Regions from separate parts of the Mus musculus genome. Here regions 2, 3, 4 and 5 are each linked to region 1. A link is a contact called in public HiChIP or PLAC-seq and promoter capture Hi-C data. All regions are on one chromosome and are shown on one strand. Each heading gives the region's core, a stretch centred on a gene start, on an enhancer-like site or on the middle of the called end of the contact. The rest is flanking DNA. Distances are from core to core; before and after follow the strand shown.

The links. Promoter capture Hi-C pulls out the DNA fragments that hold promoters and counts their contacts. HiChIP or PLAC-seq counts read pairs in DNA pulled down with a chosen protein or histone mark.
Region 2: a contact with region 1 is called in a promoter capture Hi-C map of cranial neural crest. The contact joins the promoter of Gatd1 here to the promoter of Zfp941 in region 1. A contact is called at or near these places in 4 of 39 promoter capture datasets (cranial neural crest, hippocampal neurons, pre-B cells and 1 more).
Region 3: a promoter capture Hi-C map of hippocampal neurons shows a contact between it and region 1, with 15 times the contacts expected there. The contact joins the enhancer-like site here to the promoter of Zfp941 in region 1. A contact is called at or near these places in 4 of 39 promoter capture datasets (embryonic stem cells, hippocampal neurons and stem cell-derived epiblast-like cells), 6 of 115 datasets of contacts at active chromatin or transcription factors (all in embryonic stem cells) and 1 of 9 other capture datasets (embryonic stem cells).
Region 4: an H3K4me3 HiChIP or PLAC-seq map of pro-B cells shows a contact between it and region 1, with 2.7 times the contacts expected there. The contact joins the promoter of Taldo1 here to the promoter of Zfp941 in region 1. A contact is called at or near these places in 5 of 39 promoter capture datasets (hippocampal neurons, liver, pre-B cells and 1 more) and 2 of 115 datasets of contacts at active chromatin or transcription factors (embryonic stem cells and pro-B cells).
Region 5: a contact with region 1 is called in a promoter capture Hi-C map of the C10 cell line. The contact joins the promoter of Eps8l2 here to the promoter of Zfp941 in region 1. A contact is called at or near these places in 5 of 39 promoter capture datasets (the C10 cell line, embryonic stem cells, hippocampal neurons and 1 more).

The regions. Positions count from the first base shown.
Region 1 is chr7:140,820,822-140,823,683 of GRCm38.p6, forward strand. It overlaps Zfp941 (zinc finger protein 941), which reads right to left and starts at 1,357. Exons shown (of 3, transcript NM_001001180.2): 1 at 1,214-1,357. The coding sequence starts at 1,216.
Region 2 is chr7:141,412,680-141,415,541 of GRCm38.p6, forward strand. It overlaps Gatd1 (glutamine amidotransferase like class 1 domain containing 1), which reads right to left and starts at 1,446. Exons shown (of 8, transcript NM_172116.4): 1 at 1,323-1,446. The coding sequence starts at 1,386.
Region 3 is chr7:140,232,539-140,235,400 of GRCm38.p6, forward strand. No RefSeq gene overlaps it. Among named protein-coding and RNA genes, the nearest start is that of 5830411N06Rik, 13 kb to the right of the region's middle. Within about 2 kb of position 1,368, at least 7 of the 459 cell types and tissues checked have an H3K27ac peak or open chromatin away from gene starts, as enhancers often do. A contact at or near this core is called in hippocampal neurons, where this site is marked.
Region 4 is chr7:141,390,700-141,393,561 of GRCm38.p6, forward strand. Taldo1 (transaldolase 1) reads left to right here and starts at 1,461. Exons shown (of 8, transcript NM_011528.4): 1 at 1,461-1,619. The coding sequence starts at 1,523.
Region 5 is chr7:141,337,616-141,340,477 of GRCm38.p6, forward strand. It overlaps Eps8l2 (EPS8-like 2), which reads left to right and starts at 1,387. Exons shown (of 21, transcript NM_133191.2): 1 at 1,387-1,443. It also overlaps a transcript of Deaf1 not described here.

The DNA.
Region 1 (2,862 bases), core at 107-2,606:
CCAGCCTGGTCTACAAAGTGAGTTCCAGGACAGCCAGGGCTATACAGAGAAACCCTGTCTCGAAAAACAAAAAAAAAAAGAAAGAAAGAGAGAAAGGAAGAAAGAAAAAAGGAAACACACTGTCAAAAAAAAAAAAAAACCCTTACTAATCTATTTGAAAATTATGGTTTGCTTTCTTTTCAGACACTATTAATATGCACACACCTAACAACGCAAATTAAGAGCAACATCTGAGTCTTACACTTTTTTCAATTTTTTTCCTATTGTTTATTAACTATTTGTTTTGAGCTATATTTTGGATTTTTAAGACACTTGGGAATATATGATTTTTTTTTCCTGAAAAATAAAAGAAAGGAGTGTATATCTATGACAAGAAAATGTGCTACAATGAAAAGCTGCCCACAAAGGTCTGCTTCAGGCCCTTCACGAGTACAGCCAGTACCTTCCATAAATGTGAGCCTTCATTCTCAAAAGCAAAACAAGCACAGAACTTTAAAAGCTTCTGAATCAAATATAATGATTTATGCAGGATACTTAAGGAATCCCCAAGCTTGAGAGATGGATCAGTGGTTAAAAATCCCTTGCTGTTCTTACAGAGAACCAGTTTGGCTCCCATTGCCCATGTCAGGTGACTCACAACTGCCACCCCTGATCCAACAGATCCAATGACCTCATCCACAAGCACGTCACATTTGCGTGTGTGCATGCGTATACCTAAAATAACAATAAAAATGTTAATTCCACAAGATAAAGAAAAAAGCAGTTATCAATATAGTGGAAAATTTGGCCGACTGCGCATTAACCAAGTTTTCATCAGCTATGTAGAACAAAATGGCAGAAAGCAGCATCTGGCTCCAGGATCTTTCTTGCCCAGCTGCTGATGGAAACCACACAAGCCAGCCAATAGGAATCCTTCCCTGAGATCACGGTGATCAGCACATCTGAAGTGTATGGCAGGAACACAGCCGCCCAGAGATGGCTCGCTCAGCAGGATCTGAGCACACTACGCAGGGTGGGCAACTAACAGCTTTACCAGGGACCCACTGTCCGCCTAGCACCACCCTGCAAAAGGACCAGACGAGACCCAGAGTCCCCACTGTCTGCACAGCCCCGCCCCAAAACGGAGGAGAGTTGGAACCCCCGCTACCCTGGGGCAGCCTCCAGGGAGACCTGTGGAGGCTGGATCCCGCCAGGACGTCAGGCAGACACTCACCATCTCCTCGCTTCTATAGTATCCCGGGCCCCTACGCGTGCCTCTGGGACCAGATCACAGGATGACAAAGCACCTAACAACGTCAGTGCCTCTGCTGCAGAACAGCAGGAGCTCCCAAAGGTGCCAAAGATGGCCAGCTCCAGCGAAAGCACGCGAGGTTTTGAGAGCCTGCCCACCGCTCTGGCCACGTTCCTAATTGGACAGTTATCAAACAACACCTCTGATTGGACAGGGCTCCAGGCCCAATTCCTCTACCTTAGGATGGCAATAAATGATTGCTGTTGATCTGTTTTGCATTGGGTTTGGGTTTCAATTTCAATTTGGTTTGGGTGGATTGAGCCCAGGACTTCTGTCAGCAGCTATGTTAAAGGCAAATTTTCCACCAGGAGGACATAGCCCATCAAAAGACATTTTAATTTAACTTTACATAGTCATTATCAATTTATTGATATGTAACTGATCTGTAAATATTCATACAGAGGAATATAATGATAGTTACCTTTAAGCCCATCAAATGGCATTTTAATTTAACTTTAAATAGTCATATCAACTTATTGATATGTAAATGATCTGTAAATATTCACACAGAAGAATATAATGATCGCTATCTTTAAAATTCACTTAACCTTTCCAGTCTCTGGTGTTACAGTGTTCTAGTACACAACTAGAGAGTAAATGTTAGAAAGCTCAGAAGAGGCGGCTTCTGAGGTTAAGAACTAGTACTCGTTCTTCCAGAGGACCTTAGGTCTGTTCCTGGCACCCAGCCGACTCATAGCTGCCTATGCCTCCAGCCCACTTCTGGCCTCCCCCAGCACTGCACTTAAGTGCACATATTCCCTGGGCACTCACATAAAACAAGGGGCTGGAGAGATGGCTCATAGGTTAGGAGCACTGGTTGTTCTTCCAGATGATAAGGGTTCCAGTGGTCCCTGAAGACTGCCTTTGTGAGATGTAGGTTTAACTAGAGAGAAATAGGGAGAGGACACTGCCGGTGTGTATAATTAATCATCCCTAGTAGTCAAGTATGGTTGGGTTGATGATCAGTTTGGGTTCTGCAAGGTGGTCTTAGCAGACCAATCTGGTTTGCATTATGACTCTTGCTTCTCTATAGAACCTCAACTGCCCGCATTTGGAGATGGTCTATCCTAGGCGCCCTCAATTGTTTGGAAGTAATTTTTATTCCCTAGAGGTATTTATCAGTCCTGTAGTTTCTAGAATTCAAAGAATTCCAGTGGGACTTGGGAGCTGGAACAGGACATTGTAAACGCTAAGCGATGTGTAAAGGGGGTAGATACAAATTCAAAGCAGAACTGCCAGGCTTTGATTTACTCTGCATTTACTCCATGTGGACCCAAGTGAAAAATCAGTAATACTATTTTGATAAAAAGTGATTTGGGAGTACTGTTTTATCGGGAAGCAACTTAAGCTTTGACGTGAGAGGCAATCCCTCAATGCAGGAATGCCCACCACATATACAATGTGAGGCCCAGTGTAAAGTTTAAAGTTTCTCCTATTCACATTTTTTAAATTAGAAGAAACAAGCAAATGGCCAACAGTCAATTTAAAGGATTCTCAAATAAATAACCTTTAGAGACAGTCAAGGTTAAACCACTATGGCATATAACTTCATAGCTATTACATTAGCAACT
Region 2 (2,862 bases), core at 196-2,695, 590 kb after region 1:
CTAGCCCCCAGGTGTGGTAATGCACACCTTTATGCACACCTTTGATCCTAGCACTTTTTAAAAGATTTATTTATTTACTTTATGTATATGAGTACACACTGAAGCTGTACAGATGGTTGTGAGCCTTCATCTGGTTGTTGAGAATTGAATTTAGGACCTCTGCTCACTCCAGTCCAAAGGTTTATTTGTTATTATAAATAAGTACATTGTAGCTGTCTTCAGACCAAATGGTTGCTCTCTCCCATCCTGGTCTTAAGACACCCTGTGGGTCTTAAGACACTCCAGAAGAGGGAGTCAGATCTTGTTAAGGATGGTTGTGAGGTTGTTGGGATTTGAACTCAGGACCTTCGGAAGAGCAGTCAGTGTTCTTATCCGCTGAGCCTTCTCACCAGCCCCCTAGCATTTTTTTAAAGACAGCATCTCATGTAGCCATTGCCCTCTCTATCCTCCTGCCTCCAACTCTGACACTAGGCTTTTGGCTTGTGGATTTTGTTTTGGTTAATATTTTGAGTCAGACCTCACTGTGTACTCCTGCTAGCCTGGAACTTGCTATATAAGTTCCAGACGGGCTCAAACTCCTGGAGATCCATCTGCCTCTGCCTCCTGAGTGCTGGGATTAAAGATAATTTTTAGCTTCTCAATCCCTCACTTTCCGACTCTCAAGGAAGGCCTACCTAGGAGCTGCTGTAGATTCTCTTTTACCTCTATTCCAGGGAGGAGCAGCACCCTCAGGCCCCTCCCACCCTCACCTGGGACGCTTCAGTGTGGAACCCAGAAATTCATCAGTCCAAGATCCCGACGTACCCTCGCGCTCACACCCACTTGCAGAGGTCTATAGGAATCCAGAGGGAAACCCCGGGCCGCAGCCCTGGGCTCCACCTCCCCACAGAGACTATCTCGGGCCAGTCGGTTCCCTAAGGACCCGTGAAGTAATCATCTGCCCAGCGCCCCTGACACACACCGGGCAGTTGGAACATGAAGCCAACAGACCCCTTCTGCGTGAGGGTCCCTTTTATGCAGCTCTTTCGAGCAACCTCTTTCAGGATCGCTTCCTGGAGGTGCACGAAGATAAACCCAAGATAGGGGGTAACAGAGAGGCAGAAAACACGGGCAGAGAGAGTACCAAGCCCCTGCGGCTCACTCGGGGGCAGGGTCATCTCTGCAGCCGCTGACCGTCCCTGTCTGCCAGCGCAGACAACATAGTAGGCCTGCGCCAGAGAAACAGATGCAGGGTCCCAGAATCTCAACTCCACAAACACAAACGTTTGCCCAGAGTCAGGACTGCAGGCCAGTGAGCTACACAGCTGCCCTGCGCGCCTCACCTTCGGAAGCGCCGCTGGCCACCAGGAGACACGCAGGCCTGCTTGGCAGCCGCTCGGACGCCATGGCTACAGCCCAGGCGGATATTTGTGCGAGGGATGGGGCGGGGCGGGGCTCGCCTGCAGAGAGCGGAATGCGCATGCGTGAGGCACGAAGGGCGGGGCTCGCCGGCAGGGTGCAAGGTGGGGTGGGAGAAACAACGCGGAAATTGAGTGAAGATGGGGGCAGTTTGCGCATGCGCATGGGGTAGTGGTTGAGTGGCAAGCATGCGAGGGGCGGGGACTGAGCGGGGGCGGAGCGGGGCGGAGCGGGGCGGGGGTTGGAGGCGGAGGCGGGGGAGGATACGCCCTGGGTCCCTGAGTGGTCGTTTCCTGATTGGAAGCCACCGGTACAGACTTGTGGCCCTAGGGCACATCAATTAAACCCAGTGGGCCGGGTAGATGTTTCCGAGTCCGAGTCTACCACAGAGCTACTACGCCTTGGGCCTTTGCCCGAAAGTTGAGCCTGGCTAAGTGTGTCAGGGAGCGATGACCGGTCGGGCGGACAGGGTGAGGGGCACAGAGTTGGGTCGTATGTGGGCGGGTCTTCCTCTGCCGGTTTGTGAAGATCCAGAAGATACCTGGGTCGGTTGAGTTTTGTATGTTCCTATAGAGGATGGAATGTCACTTCCTGAGCTGTGGACGCCTCTGGAGGTTCTGTTGAGTTTCCTGAGGAAAAGACCAGATTGGGGAGGCCAACCTGTATCTAAAGCGATTTACTTCTGTGGGACTCCTGCTGGGGCTTAGGAAAAGGAACCTGGAGCCCAGGATTGTGTGTTGTCTGAGTGGCGACTTTTGAAGATTCACAAGCCACAAGCTTGACTAGCCATCCTTATTAAATCCCCATCTATTGACATGAAACCCTGAAATTGAAGGGGTCAGATTGGCTAGTGTCCACATACTCACACAGTTCCACCTTTGTGCTGCCTCCAGAGTAACATTAAGGCACCAGAAGTGGCAGAGCCAGCAGTAAGCTTGAGTCTTGTGGAGAAAAGTATTTATATTGAATTCAACGCCCAGGTATTAGATATAATTTTGTAAAGAGACTACCATTCCAGGGAAATGTATAGACAGGGCAAATTTTACCCTTGAGGAAGAGTGTGCTGGAGAAAATGGTGAACAGCACCCCAAGACAGGAAGAGCATTTGATTTTGTTTTAACTCAGGTGGTGGCTGTTTCTTTTGCCCACTGACTGGAGTCCGACCTCACAATCTTATTAACTAGTCGGGAAAGACTCAACATACAAGAAATGGAGGAGGGGAAAGCAGTCCCTGACTGAAGGAGAATCACTGTTCCAGGCTAGTATAGAGAAATACACCTTTGGGTAAACAAAGCTTTTACTAGGTGGAAAGGATTAAACATTTGCATAAAAGTCTTACAAGGTGAAGGAGATAAAAATATTTGGATTCTTCATTCTTTTTTTTTTTTTTTTTTTTTTGTGTTTTTGAGACAGGGTTTCTCTGTGTAGTCCTGGCTGTCCTGGAACTCACTTTGTAGACCAGGC
Region 3 (2,862 bases), core at 118-2,617, 590 kb before region 1:
CCAATACTTCACAGGATTGTTTGTAAGGGTCCAAGAATTGCTAAAGGAAGACCTCAGACTCAAATAGTGTGCAAAAGCAAAGAGTGTTTATTCTGCAGAAACAGCCAGGATGCAGGGGTCAGCCATTCATCCAAAATGGTGACTGCCAGATGAGCTCGAAGGCTCCTTTTAAGCATAGCGAGGGGAATTTTAGGGATGGTTAGGTCATTTTGTTTGTTTGTTTATTTTTGTTTTTATATATATTTTTATTAGATATTTTCTTTATTTACATTTCAAATGCTACCCTGAAAGTTCCCTATACCCTCCCCCCGCCCTGCTCCCCTACTCACCCACTCCCACTCTTTGGCCCTGGCGTTCTGCTGTACTGGGGCATATAAAGTTTGCAAGACCAAGGCGCCTCTCTTCCCAATGATGGCTGACTAGGCCATCTTCTGCTACATAAGCAACTAGAGACACAAGCTCTGGGGATACTGGTTAGTTCATATTGTTGTTCTACCTATAGGGTTGTAGACCCCTTCAGCTCCTTGGGTACTTTCTCTAGCTCCTCCATTAGGAGCCCTGTGTTCCATCCAATAGATGACTGTGAGCATCCACTTCTGTATTTGCCAGGCACTGGTATAGCCTCATACGAGACAGGTATATCATGGTCCTTTCAACAAAATCTTGCTGGCGTATGCAATGGTGTCTGGGTTTGGTGGCTTTTTGTTTTTTTGAGACTGGGTTTCTCTGTGTAGCCCTGGCTGTCCTGGAACTCACTCTGTAGAACAGGCTAACCTTGAACTCAGAAATCTGCCTGGCTCTGCCTCCCACGTGTTGGGATAAAAGGCCTGTGCCACCTCTGCCTGGCTAGTTAGGTCATTTTAAATATGATTGGCTAGGTAAGCAGCAGTTGCATTAATTGTGCGTATTTAATTGATCGCTATATTCACTTTACCAATTTTTTGGTTAGGCCTTAGAGAAATTCCAGGAACTGTCTCAGACCTTGAGCTGGCTATCTCTTTCTTAACTGCCCATTGTTTTGTTGTTTGTTTTGTTTTTGTTTTTGTTTCCCCAAGAAGCCTTGCCAGCTTCCTTGGGAAACTGAAGCTTAAGGCCTAATATGGCTGCCTGTTCTAAAATGGAGTAAGTTGAGTCCTCTCAGTTCATTTGACAAAAAAGCCTGCTTTTTTGACTACTGAGCTTTTCTCAATATGATGTTAGAACAATGAGGATGGAGTGCAGCTCAGCTAAAAGCCACAGAGTTGAGAGACCTGCCCACTGCTATGACACATGGCAGGAACAGGGAAAGATGCTCCAAGACCTGCCTGCTGCCGCGTGGCAGGCTGTAGACACACAGAGGCCTGCCTGCCATCATGCCATGTGGTGTGGGCAGAGATCCCCCAGAGAACCCATCAGTCACATGGCCCACCCACACCAGGAGTCATTATAGTATGCACTTATGTGGTAGACAGATGGGAGAGAAAGAGAAGCGGAACAGTTTGAACACTATGAAGAGAGATGGAACTGGAGCCATGAGGGTGAAGAGGAATAGCCAGCCCTGCTATCTGAGGCCATGGTGAGGTCCCATCCCTTGTTGCCACTGTGGACCATGTCTAGGTCCATGGTTATGCAGCAGCAGGGATCAGTATCAATGTGGCTCATATTACCATTAGAGACCATACAGATGTCCCTGATCTGGGCAGCTGCCTGGGACCAAGGGCTGTGCAGAACTGACCCCACCCCTCACTGGCTGTAGCACCCAACCTCTCACCAACTGCAGCACTTGGAAGAGCAAGCCCTGCACCTCACCCAGGCAGCACAGTAGAGCTGGCCCTGGTGGCAGGAGTGTGGATAAGCCAGGCCCTGACGGTGTGAGCATGGGAAAACTGACCCTGCCAAATTGTCTGCCTTGATGCGGCACTAGTTTAGAGGTGATGTCAAAACAGCCCGTGATCACACTACCATGTCCACCTCCATCCATTGCCTATCTACTAACGGCCACTGTGTCTGACCTTCTCGACAGATGAACCCCTGTGGGAATACATACTTCCATATACCCTCTCCATTACCCTACTCTCCCTGGGAAACTGTGCAGAACTGACCCCACCCCTCACTGGCTGCAGCACCCAACCTCTCACCAACCTCAAAGCCACCCTTTGCCCCTCACCACCTTCAGCAGTCAAGGGAGCTGCTTCCAAAGTCATGAGAGTGGGAGAACTGGCTCTGCCCCTCGTTGGCTGCAGCCCTTGAGTAAATGGGCCCTGCACCTCCCCCTGGACAGCACAGTGGAGCTGGCCCTGGTGATGTCGATATGAAAGAGCCAGTAGGTTGACCAGCTCAGCTACCACCCATGCCTAGATACAGGGCTTTGAGTTGGCCCACAAAATCTACACCATCTGTAAACTGTTGGAGTGCATTAAAGGGCCAGCACTCCTTCCGGTCTGAGCAGCACCTGTGTTGCTGGGGCGCAGAGTTGGCTGACTACCTCCAGCTACCCACAACACCCGCCAAGCGATCTTAAGACTTCTGGTGAGTGGAACACAGCATCTGCTCCAATCCAATTGCGCGGGACTTGAGACTGCATTAGTCAGGGAAGCAAAAACCAGGTCTGAGTAGGGGCACAAGCCCCTTGCGGTCCCAGCAGCACCGGGGTAGCTAGGGCGCACAGTCGGCTGACTACCACCAGATACCCACAACACCAGCCACTCGATCTTAAGAATTCTGAGGACTGGGATCTGCCCGGCATGGGAGCGCTTTGCCTGAGCATCGGCAGCAGACTTCTTGGTTCCGGGACCCCGCCGAGTGTATCCTGTACAGGCAGGTGACCATTTTCCTGGCCAGAGGATAGGGATCTGCCCAGCACGGGAGCGCTTTGCCTGAGCA
Region 4 (2,862 bases), core at 211-2,710, 570 kb after region 1:
TGGTGGCCCCTGCCTGTAATCTGAGCACTTGGAAGGCAGGGGCAGGAAGACCAAGAGTTCAAGGCCAGTCTCCTTTCAAAGAAAAATCTATTTTTAAAAGATACTAAAAAAAAAAAAAAAAAAAAAAAAAGTGTGTTGGTTACTTTTTTTTGTCAACTTGACACAGCTCGGATTTTGCAGGAGGAGGGAACTTCGAATGAGAGAATGCCTCTGTCCTCAAGATTAGCAAGTCAGTCGGCAAGGCTTTTTCCCTTTGGCGAGTCTGGAGCTCCCTATGTAAACCAGGCTGGCCTTGAATCCACCTGCCACTGCCTCCAGAATGCTGGGATTAAAGGTCTGTACCACCTTGCCTGGCTCCGTTTTTAAGAAAAAATTAATTTTAAGATTAATGATTGATAAGGGAAAGCCCATAGCACCACGGTGAGTGGTGCCATCCCTGAGCAGGTGGTCCTGGAAGTTCAGGGCTGTAAAGAAAGGAGGCTGTGCAAACCAAGGGAGGCAAGCCGGTGAGAAGTTTTCTCCAGGCGCCTTTCTTGCAGTCCTTGAGTGATAGATTGTTACTTGGGAGGGTAAGGTACAATCAACCTCGCCTAGTTGCTTTGGGTGGTGGTGTTTATCACAGCAATAGAAAGCAAACTAAGACGAGTGGTAAACAAAATATTAACAGAAAATATCCGGCATACACATATATGTGTAATAGCTTGAGCCAGCATATTCAAAGAACTGCAAATCAATAATGGGAACACTGTAAAAGAAACTGCCCTTACTATTTTTATTCATGACTGAAGATTCAATTCCCCATCTCAACTTTCTCAAACTGCTGCTTATTCCAGACAGACTTCCAGCCAGGGGAGATGCAAAATCATGGGCAAGGGAAGGATCACCCAGCAGCTTAAGGCAACACCAGAACCACTCCATCTGGGAAGCGGAAACTGGTGGCTTTGCCAGAAGTCGCCCATGGGGCCATACACCTGTATTGATTCTCAGACTGTGCTTTAGCTTGTCTGCCTGTAAGCAGGGGCTGCACCGAGCTTGACTTATCGCGATCAGCAGAGAGGGCGCAGCTCCCAGTCCCTAAACTGGGAGTAGGGGAGTCCCACAGCTGGAGAAAGGGTGCACTTCTGAAGCCCCTGTAGGGAATGCACAGTTGGAGGCAAGGACCCGCTCAAGGATTAGCATGGGTGTGGAGCGAGAGCGCTGCCACCCATCCATCCGTAGTCCGTGGGGTCTGAGGCTTACTGAGCGCGCGTCTCAGTAGAATCCGTTGTCTGTTCATTCTACGCATCCGAGCTCTAGAGGGGTACAAAGAATCCACTCTCCTTGGACTGGTAGAAACTAACCACTCGCTACTGGGGAAGAGAACTCCGACCGTGACACGGGGCGTGGTCTATGGCAAGGTCTCCAAGTACATGGGCGGGGCTCGTCGTCAGGCTTCATTTAGCTTTGCTTTGATTGGCCAGGACGCGCGGGGCATTGTGGGTTAGCACGCACCGGCTACCGCCTCAGCTGTTCGCGTTTCGCCATGTCGGGGTCCCCGGTAAAGCGCCAGAGGATGGAGTCCGCCTTGGACCAGCTCAAGCAGTTCACCACCGTGGTGGCCGACACGGGTGATTTCAATGGTAAGAGGACGCGGTGCATGCGCCCTATTTAAGCTGCTGCGCCCCCAATTTTGGAACCAGCACCGGTGTGGGTGTCAGGGGCGGGGCCTCGCGGGCGCTGGAGCTGGGATTGGTGAGTTTGCGGAACCTTCAAGGATCAATAGCTCCTGGGCTATTGGTGACCCTGGGAGCCCGGCGCGAAGCCTCGGTGGGTAGAGGTAGTCCGAGAAAGTCTCCCTGACCCGGGGTGCCCCCACCCCTACTCCCAATTCCCTACGATGACACAGGCTCAACTTTGGAGCCAGTGCAGTCTGCAAGACTGGACACCATCTGCTTTTTGCAGCCTGTTGCACTGGTTTTCCACATGCAGCTGGTTACTCTCTATGGGCAGTACACAGCATGGCTGGAGTCAGACCAGTTGCACACACTAAATCAAATGGTTATCATTGTCATACTTCCTTCTCTTTTGAGACTGGGTCTCACAGTGTAGCCACAGGCTGTTCTGGAACTCCTGGTAATCCTTCTATCTTAGCCTTAGTGCTGGATCAGGCAGTGCCACCATGCGCAGCTCCAGTACTCAGATTTTCCTGGACTTGGTAGGGACGCGGAAAACAGGTGGAAAGACTTGTGCTGTTAGTCTTGCTCTCATCCTTGGAGGGTGGTGGAGGTGATCTCACATGTGCTGTGAGAAAGACTTTCAGGAAATGCTCCGTGTGAGCTCAGTACAAAAGCACTTCTGCTCTTTTCTGCTTTCTCACGGTGACTTGAGAAACAGGCTTTAATTCCTCATGAGTAAGTGCATTGTTTATCTCTCAGAGAGTCGCAGAGAGTGATTAGGCATATTTGGGCTGCTTAGCTATAAAGGACAGACTTGATGTGGGTCTAATAGCAAACCCGTCTGACACAAGCTGTGTTCGTCAGCTTCCAGAAATCCATCTGGGAGTCCTAAGGTTTTTCCACTGTGTGTGTAGTGCAGAGTTTACCGGCTAATGTTTGTGAAGAGAGCAAGAGACAGGCATGGTAGCTCACACCTGCATTTGGGAGGCAGAGGCAGGCACATCTTTATGAGTTGGAGGCCAGCCTGGGCTACATGGTTCCAGGCTAGCCTGAGCTACATAGTAAGAGCCTGTCTCAAACAACAACAAAGAGCCAAAGAGCACATTCATTGACAGTGTGGCTTAAAACAAATAATTATAAACATTGTCAGATTCAAAATCTATTTTATATACTTTATTTATTCAAAGTCTTTTTTTTTTTTTTGTCA
Region 5 (2,862 bases), core at 137-2,636, 520 kb after region 1:
CTGTTCTTACTGGCCACATGGAAGTGGCATTCACTCCATGTGACCCAGAGTGGACATCAGTTACCACCACCAGCTTGGGCTGCCTCACAGCAAAGGTTATGAAGACTGACCGCCAGCAGCACAAAGGAGCCATCCCTGAGTTGCATTGCATGTTTTCCACCCTTTACCCATCCCTAGCTCTGCCCAGGAATGTCAGAGCACACACATAAGCCTGCTCCTCCCATTACACAGCTGACCACTTGACCCCTGCTTGCTGGGCCAGGGCGAGGTCACAGGCAGAGCAAGATTGGACCAGTTCTGTGAGATCAGCAGTAAGGGCTATGAACCAGGAAGCCTCTCTGGGGTTCATCAAGAGCTGGGCTTGGGGTCCACTTCTGCCACTCCTCTGTCCAGCTCACCTGTGATGTCCCAAAGTGTGTCAAGTGGGCAACAAGCCAGGCTAAAAACTGCTGTTGGCCCTCAGTACCCCAGGAAGTGCTAACTGTCCAGGGCCCAGGAGAAATGTGCCAGGGCCCTGCCCTTCTGAGGCTGTAGCCTGGGACCCTGACTTCCTGGCAGCACCCACTTCCTCTGCCCCAACTCTGGGAACAATAGCCGGGGCCTTAGGGTCCCTGTTCACATAAGGGCAGTACCTTGGCTAGCAGGCCACAACTCTTGTTTATTTCCTCCTAGCCAGCTAATTGGCTGATCTAAATTCACCCAACCCTGCCCCAAGATGTCAAATAGCAAGGTGGGCAGAGTAGCTTTGAGGGGGGTTGTCAACATGGTGGAGACAGGTACCCTCTTCTAGAGATAGCTCATCCCTCAGGAGATGCTCTAGTGGATGGGGACTTTAAGAACTCCTGTATGTGAAGGAGGGAGGGGCCCCCACCAGGAGCTGAAAGCTCCCAAACTCAAAAAGCCTTGGACCCAATGCCCCAGGACTAAACCACTAAAGAGCTCTGTCCCGGTGCTACTTGGGGTGGAGGGTACCTGATGGCGGCTTGATTGAGACTTCCCCAAGGCTGCAGCACTCATAGGCTTCATCCAGTACTGCCCCTGCAGGCAGGCCCATGTCCCCATCTGCTACTGCAGCTTGGCCAGTTAGAGCAGCTGGGGCCGCACCCTGTTCTCCGGGGCCAGCTGCAAAGGGGCCCCAGGTGCTTTGGGGACCGCTGGGAGGGCAGTCAGAGGCAGGCAGGGAGGCAGAACCACAGTTGGTGTGGTGGGGGGGAATGGTGCCCGGGCCCGCCCCCTTCCTTCAGGCTCCCTCGTGCCCACTCCCGGGTGACTCGGTAACCTGTCGCTCAGGTTCCTCCTCGCACAGCCCCGCCCCGGCCTATCCGGCCCAGCAGAGGTCCCGCCTGTCCCGGGAGAGGGAGCTCCAGAGGCTCTGACAGACAGACGGCGGACAAGCTGACCGAGGGGCCTAACCAAGCACAGGCGCTGAGGGACGGAGCGCAGGTGAGCACTTCAGCCAGGGAATTTGCCAATCTGAGCCTCAGTTTCCCAGAATGGCCGTGAGATGTGGAGCTCTCGCTCGGGACTCTGGGTCTGGGCGCTTGGTTTGGAAGGCAAGCCAGAACAGAGAGCTGAGAGCACCTGAGAGTGAGGTTTGGGATGGCCCGGATCGGATCTCCGGACTCAGGACAGCTAAGCCTTGGCTAGGGGGGCTGCGGGTGTGGCGTGGGACGTAGAAACTTGGGGGAGAGGCTGGGCCTGACCCTTCCTTGGGCTTTTAGCACAAGAACCGCTCGGTTAAAGCCCGGTCGGTCCAGCGGGTGGTGGCCAGTGGTTCGTGATATTTTTAAGCCAGCGGTGTGTGACTCACTCGCCCTGGTCCCGGCCCCCTCCCAGCCCTGGGGCGGATGAGGGGAACCTGGCAGTTGACAAGAGAGGTGGTGAGGAAGGGAGGGCCTTCATCCAGCAGGCTGGACCTCCTTCAGGATCTGACCTGACATACCACCCAGGGCCTAAAGGTTGGCCTTTTCCTGGCTGTTTGAGCTCAAAAGAAACCCAGAGCCTGGGAAACATCAGGCTGAGTCAGTCAGTCTTCAGGTCAAAGTTGAAGTGTGGCCTCTCAGGGGATGAGGGTGGGAGATGGGGATAGATGTGGGGGTTGGGGATCAGTTGGTGGGAGGGGCTATGAACATCCATAGCTTGCCCGGGACCGAGAAGTCTGCGGTACTACACAAAACTATCGCTGGAGGCAGAAAAGGGCAAAACATGTCCACAGCCCACCTTTGCTATGTCCCCTGTGCAGCCCTCCTTGGCTGCTGAGGAGACAGGGCACTTCTGGGGCCTTTCCCACCCTAGACTCTCAGTGATCCTACTTTGTGCGTGGACTTCTCCTGGAGCTGTCTATTATCTAGGGCTGCTTTGCCCATTGCTCCCTCCCAGCCTGCCTGGGTCTCTTCAGATGCACCCATCCCTTCCCACGAACAACTTTCTGGTTCATCTCAGCCTCTGTTGCTCCCACCTGATGATTCCTGAACTTTGTCCCCAGATTAGGACCCAGCCAGGTCCTAAGGGACTCCCCCTTCCCATTCCAGGACCACACCCAGCTCCCACAAGGAGAGCCAAGAGCCCAGGTGACTAAGCCGACCCCTCCCCAAGGTCACTCAGTGTGGAGAGCTGGAATTTGAACTTGGAGCCAGTTCCTCCGCCCTCCTTGCCCTGCCGGGGCCTCCTCCCGTTCCACTGGTGAACCTACCAAATGCTCTAACACGCTGGGCCTCCCTTCAACCCGGAAAGTGGCTACAGTAAAACCAGCCTGAGCCCCCAGGCCTTCTAGGCCTGGGTGTTACATCTTCACCACCAATGGATTGTTTGGATTTCCTGCCTCCCTACCCCCACTTCAGCTCTAGAAGCCTCCAGGGAGGG